Regions from separate parts of the Drosophila melanogaster genome. Here region 1 is linked to region 2. Evidence: chromatin contacts called from public Hi-C data. All regions are on one chromosome and are shown on one strand. Each heading gives the region's core, a stretch centred on a gene start, on an enhancer-like site or on the middle of the called end of the contact. The rest is flanking DNA. Distances are from core to core; before and after follow the strand shown. Region 1 holds the start of CG31089. Region 2 holds the start of ND-49L (NADH dehydrogenase (ubiquinone) 49 kDa subunit-like).

What was found. A called contact is a pair of places that touch in the nucleus more often than the background predicts.
Region 1: a contact with region 2 is called in a Hi-C map of the Kc167 cell line, with 1.9 times the contacts expected there. The contact joins the promoter of CG31089 here to the promoter of ND-49L in region 2. A contact is called at or near these places in 2 of 107 Hi-C or Micro-C datasets (the Kc167 cell line and cellular blastoderm embryo).

What each region holds. Positions count from the first base shown.
Region 1 is chr3R:25,900,863-25,903,980 of dm6, reverse strand. It overlaps CG31089, which reads right to left and starts at 1,338. Exons shown (of 3, transcript NM_170249.2): 1 at 1,141-1,338; 2 at 348-1,073; 3 at 1-286. The coding sequence starts at 1,284. CG31091 reads right to left here. Exons shown (of 3, transcript NM_170248.3): 2 at 2,442-3,118; 3 at 1,809-2,375. The coding sequence ends at 1,992. It also overlaps asRNA:CR43259.
Region 2 is chr3R:25,356,711-25,359,967 of dm6, reverse strand. ND-49L (NADH dehydrogenase (ubiquinone) 49 kDa subunit-like) reads right to left here and starts at 1,683. Exons shown (of 2, transcript NM_143135.2): 1 at 1,468-1,683; 2 at 1-1,417. The coding sequence starts at 1,660. The coding sequence ends at 39. Fur1 (Furin 1) reads left to right here. Exons shown (of 12, transcript NM_170654.2): 5 at 1,852-2,097; 6 at 2,268-2,396; 7 at 2,460-3,257.

The DNA.
Region 1 (3,118 bases), core at 89-2,588, 540 kb before region 2:
TATCCGCCATGCGGTGCATAACCTTATTGGGCAATCTTTCGGCTATTTGCTCGACATCCTCCACAGCGGCGAGATTGTCACTATCGGCATACCACATGTGCACCAAGGAATTGATCAACTCTACAGGATACTCTGGAGGTTCCTGAGTTCCGTAGACTTCTAGATTCTTCTTGGTGCCATGATCAAATAGACGGAAGTAACCCGATTGCTGTTCCTGTAGGTAGTGCAACATTTGGTCGGTGGAACAGCCTGCAGGATGGGTGGCCATACCTTCCGGCATAGCAGTCTAATGATTTTACAATTATTAGAATTTATTTTACTTTTTTTTTTTGCAAAATAATACTCACCATATTCACACGACCTCCTGCATAAAGTTTCTCCATGGCACTTTCACACACTGGACGCAACATAAAGTCCGGTTGGCAGATATTAAAGAATATGGCCATGAGGAACTCATTATGAGGCAAAAACTCCTGTGATCCAAAAAGCACCGAATATGTGTTCCTATGACCCAAATATGGACCCACAGAACGCACTAATCCGCTGGACAAGTTTTTCATTATAGCCACCGGGGCAAACATGTGAGCGGTTTTGATCTTATCGTTATATTCGGGAATCCAAGACATTAGTGCAAAAAATACCGTTGTACCCTGCGAATGTCCAACATAATGGATGGCATCCTGGCCCTGACCATTCTCCGTGCTAAGGGCGTAGTCAATAATGGCGGTTATGTCGTAGATGCCGATCTCATGCCAACTGAATTTCCAGAAATTTGGATGATCCGGGGAGAGCGTCGTGTGATTTCTCGAATAGGAAGTTCCACGAGCATTGCCCATCCAAACATCGAATCCCGCATCCGCCAGTAAATATGGCAGACCATCATTGGGTCCTTGCAAAATCCAGGCATCCGAACAGCTCGTCAATCCGTGTTGAAGAAGGACAATGGGTCGCTTTTCGTTCTGGTTCTGCAACTTGTGGGAGTAGGGGATTCGGAAAACTCCCAGGATGTAACCATCTTCGGTAACTATGTGATGGTGCTCCGAAGGATATCCGTGAGCGGCAGTGCGGTCAGCCTAAGGTCGGCAAATATAATTAAATACTAATTAAATTTCATTAAATTCTAATTTAAATCAAACTGACCGTTGTTATCTTACTCTTGAGGCTAATGTGAGCCTCTGGATTGTCATACAGTTTGTAGAAATCAATCGGTCCATCTATGGCCGCGGAGTAAACTCCCACGGCAAGAGCAACCAGGACAAGTAAACTTCCCGTGAATCGGTTCATTCTATGTACTTATGTCCTCGATGGTCCGATGTGTACTGACTGTTGGTAAACACATGACTTTCAGCTTTTGTAGAAGTTCCTGGGTGGTTTAGTTTCAAGTAGCTCTTACTATCGGTGCTTTGATAATATATATTTAGACTGTCAAGATAATCCACAAATAACAGAAAGTGCTAATCTAAAAGTAATAAACAGAACGAAATAAATACTCAAATAGTTAATAGTTAGAACATTTATATTTCATGAATTTCGGCAAATTATAAAACATAAAATTCTGAATGAACAATAAATTACCTATTTTAAAAGTTATTTAGTTTGACGTATTCAAAAACGACGTGCCTCATTAATTCTAGCTTATCAACTATTTAGCCACTTGACCAGTCCAGAAAATCTAAAAAAAAGTGTGCCCCCTTCAAAGGTTTAAGATTAAGAAACCACTTTTAGATTTAAAAAGCAGTAGTCGTATATTTTATAACCCAAACTTGTTAATGGGGAAGTTACTTTTACTAAGAAAAATCGAGTGATTTCTTATGATTTGAGTAAGCATGTATGTGTACATTAAGTATGAATGAAATAAATGTCGAGCTTGAGGTGCAAATCTGTTCAATGCTAAAGAGTTATACATCCGTTTATGATATGATATGATAGGATCAACCGAAGTGGACCTAGATTAAAACTAAGTTAAGTTAAGCACCAGGACAATGTCCGTATCACTTCCCCTCGTACTCGTTTAGAATGGCTACAATCGGATCATTGATATATTGGCGCACCTCCCAGTTGAGAGCGAAGTCCATATGATCCCATAGTGGATCCTCCATATGGTGCATCACCTTGTTGGGCAGCGTTTCCGCCACCCTCAGGACATCCTCAACTGCGGCCATCTCATCGCTGTCCGAATACCACAGATGCATCTCAGCCGTGATTAGCTCAGTTGGGTAATCCTCTGGGGCTTCCGTTCCATAGACCTTCATATTCTTTTTGGTGCCAAAATCGAACTGCCGGAAATGTCCCGATTGATGCTCCTGCATGTAGTGCAGGATTTGATCCGTGGAAACACCAGCAGGCATCACTCCAGAAGTCAACGCAGAGGCGGTCTTTTTGGTAAATAGATAATATGAATAAATAAATACATAAATAAGAAAGGAATTCGATGTACTCACCGAATTAGTTCTTCCTTCCTCAGTAGTTGTTTCATTACTGCTGCTGCAAAAGCTGTAAACAATCGATTCCGGAAGACAAACACTGTACATCAGAGCCAGGACGAAATCGTTGTGGGGCAAGAATTCTTGAGAACAGAAGAGGGTCGAGTAGATATTGTTAAAACCGAGGTAAGGAGACAAGGTGTTGACCATAACATCGTCCATGTGATCCATAAATGCCACAGGAGCCAGCATGTGAGCCGTCTTGATCTTGTCGTTATATTCCGGTCTTGAGGACAGCAGCACAAACATAACCGTGGTGCCTTGGGAGTGTCCTATGTAGTGGATACCCTTCTGATCCTGTCCGTTCTCCGTGGACAGGGTATAGTCAATAGCTGCGGCAATATCAAAGTATCCAATCTCGTGCCAACTGAAGCGCCAGAAGTCCGGATGACTTGTCAGACGAGAGGTATGGTTTTTCGAGTATCTGTTTCCACGAGCATTGCCCAGCCAAACATCGTATCCAGCATCGGAGAGCAGGAAAGGAAGTCCATCATCCGGTCCCAAGCTTGGCCAAAAGTCGGAGCTGGCAAAAAGACCGTGTTGAATGAAAGCAATGGGCCTCTTTTCTTGCTGGTTTTGGATATTGTGCGAGTATGGAATTCGGAAGAGGCTGATAATGTAGCCATCTTCAGTGG
Region 2 (3,257 bases), core at 434-2,933:
GGTTTATAATAAATGTAATTGAAATTACCAAACCCTGACTAACGGTCGATTTCACCAAAAACGATGTCCAGCGATCCAATAATGGCCACAACATCGGCCAGCAGGTGTGCGGGTGCCATTTTGGCCATGAGGGCTAGATGAGCATAGGAAGCTGGACGAATCTTGCAGCGATAGGGACGCGATGAACCATCGGAGATGAGGAATGCTCCGAATTCACCCTTGGGCGATTCAACGGCACAGTACGTCTGTCCCGGAGGCACCCGGAATCCTTGCGAGAAGTGCTTGAAATGATGGATCAGATCCTCCATGCCCTCCTTCATCTTGCTTCGTTGCGGAGGGCAGATCTTCAGATCATCCACCTTGATCTCACCCGGTGGCATGGCGTCGATGCATTGCTTGATGATATTCACCGACTCGCGCATTTCTCGCATGCGCACCAAGTAGCGATCGTAGCAGTCTCCATTCGATCCCACAACCACGTCAAAATCCATCTCGTCATAGGCATCGTATGGCTGTTGCTTACGCAAATCCCACTTTACGCCGGTGGCCCTCAGAACGGGTCCAGTGCATCCATAGTTTAAGGCATCGTGTGCGGATATGACTCCAATGCCAATATTACGCATACGCCAGATGCGATTATCGGTCACTACGTCCTCCACTTCGTCCAATCGTTCGTTGAATTGATTGATAAACTGATACAAATCGTGGAGAAACCCTAGAGGTATATCACTGGCCACGCCCCCCGGTCGAATGTAGGCGGCATGGAGACGAGCTCCCGAAGCGCGTTCCGAAAACTCATACAACTTCTCACGTTCCTCGAACAGCCAAAAGAGTGGAGTTATAGCTCCACAGTCCAGTACCGACGAACCAATGGCCATCGTGTGATTCGTCAGCCTCATTATCTCCGAAAACATGGTGCGTATGTACTTGGCCCGGCGTGGAACCTCCACATTCAGCAACTTCTCCACCGCCAAGCAGTAGGCCAACTCATTGGCCATGCAGGACACATAGTCCAGACGATCGAAATAGGGCAGTGCTTGAGTGTACGTCTTGTACTCGATCAGTTTCTCGGTTCCGCGATGCAGTAGCCCAATGTGCGGATCGGCATTCAGCACCGTTTCATTATCCAGCTCGAGGATCATGCGGAGTACTCCGTGTGCCGCCGGATGCGCGGGTCCAAAGTTTATGAGCTTGGTGCGAAATGTACGATCAACGGGTGGAATCTGTTTTCCCTTAAAATTGGGACGCTTTTTCCACTCGTCACCTTCGGGATACCAAACTATATACTGTTGTTTATTCATGAACTCGGGATCTGGATACCAGTAGTGTGTGTCATAGGGCTCGTATGGCGGGCCTGGAGGATACAGCTCATCCCAGCTGGGGTCACATTCCTTAACTTTTGGCTCTTCGGGGCAATCTTAAAAAAAGCTCCTTACAATAAATTTACCAGTGTTTGAGGGATCTTACCTTCTTTGTTTGATGAAAACACGCGACGGTTGAATAGTTTTCCCAAATCCGGTCTCTTGAAGGTGGACTTTAAGCCCTCCACGGTCAAATACTTTTCACTGAGGCGGTTCTTGTATGCCTGGAAACGTCTAATTTCGTTGGGTGTGAATAGCTTATCCGCCAGCTTGCGAATCCCTTGCGTTCCGCCAGACATGATTACCGGAGTATTAAAAAAAATATTAGTTCTATACTAACTTCTTTGGAAAATTAAAAATGTAAACAAATGTTTCTACCCTTAGCTTACTAAGATGTTAAGAGCAACGACTACTATCTCCAGTTTATTTTTAGATTTATATGTTATTTTGTAAACTGCCTATTAATCCATTGAACCATCATTCCTTGCAGATCTTCGATGATCACTACCACTTCGCACATCACAAGGTCTCGAAGCGGTCGCTCTCCCCCGCCACGCATCACCAGACTCGCCTGGATGACGACGATCGCGTCCACTGGGCGAAGCAGCAGCGGGCCAAGTCGCGATCCAAACGGGACTTTATCCGCATGCGACCCTCAAGGACCTCCTCGCGAGCCATGTCGATGGTGGACGCCATGTCCTTTAACGACTCCAAGTGGCCGCAGATGTGGTATCTGGTAAGTTATCGAAAATGCAAAGCATTCCATTCCATTTACCATTCTTAGAAAGCAAAATGATTATTTCAATGTTTTGATGTTTCAAGAACACAACCATAGGTATTGGGATATAATATTTAAACAAATATTTTTTATACCTACAAATTGTTATAACGTAACCTTATTCTCAGAATCGTGGTGGTGGCCTGGACATGAATGTGATACCCGCCTGGAAGATGGGCATAACCGGCAAGGGCGTGGTGGTGACAATTCTGGATGATGGCCTGGAATCCGATCATCCGGACATACAGGATAACTACGTAAGTAGTGACATTCGTTTATCATAAAACCCATACTAAATTAGCATATGATAACCTAAACAGGATCCCAAAGCCTCGTACGATGTGAATAGCCACGACGACGATCCGATGCCGCATTACGATATGACGGACTCGAACCGCCATGGAACTCGCTGTGCCGGCGAGGTGGCAGCCACCGCCAACAATTCGTTCTGCGCGGTGGGTATTGCCTACGGCGCCAGTGTGGGCGGAGTCAGGATGCTGGACGGAGACGTCACGGATGCGGTTGAGGCACGGTCGCTGTCGCTGAATCCGCAGCACATTGACATATACAGTGCCTCCTGGGGACCCGATGACGATGGCAAGACGGTGGACGGACCCGGCGAACTGGCATCGCGCGCCTTTATCGAGGGCACAACTAAGGGTCGCGGCGGCAAGGGCAGCATCTTCATATGGGCATCGGGCAATGGTGGGCGGGAGCAGGATAACTGCAACTGCGACGGCTACACGAACTCCATCTGGACGCTGTCCATCTCCAGTGCCACGGAGGAGGGCCATGTGCCCTGGTACTCGGAGAAGTGCAGCTCCACGCTGGCCACCACCTACAGCAGCGGCGGGCAGGGCGAGAAGCAGGTGGTCACCACGGACCTGCACCACTCGTGCACTGTCTCCCACACGGGCACCTCGGCGTCGGCCCCGCTCGCCGCTGGCATAGCCGCCCTGGTGCTGCAGTCCAACCAGAATCTCACCTGGCGCGATCTGCAGCACATTGTTGTGCGCACCGCCAAGCCGGCGAACCTTAAGGACCCCAGCTGGTCACGCAATGGGGTGGGGCGGCGGGTGAGCCACTCCTTTGGCTACGGATTGATGGACGCCGCCGAG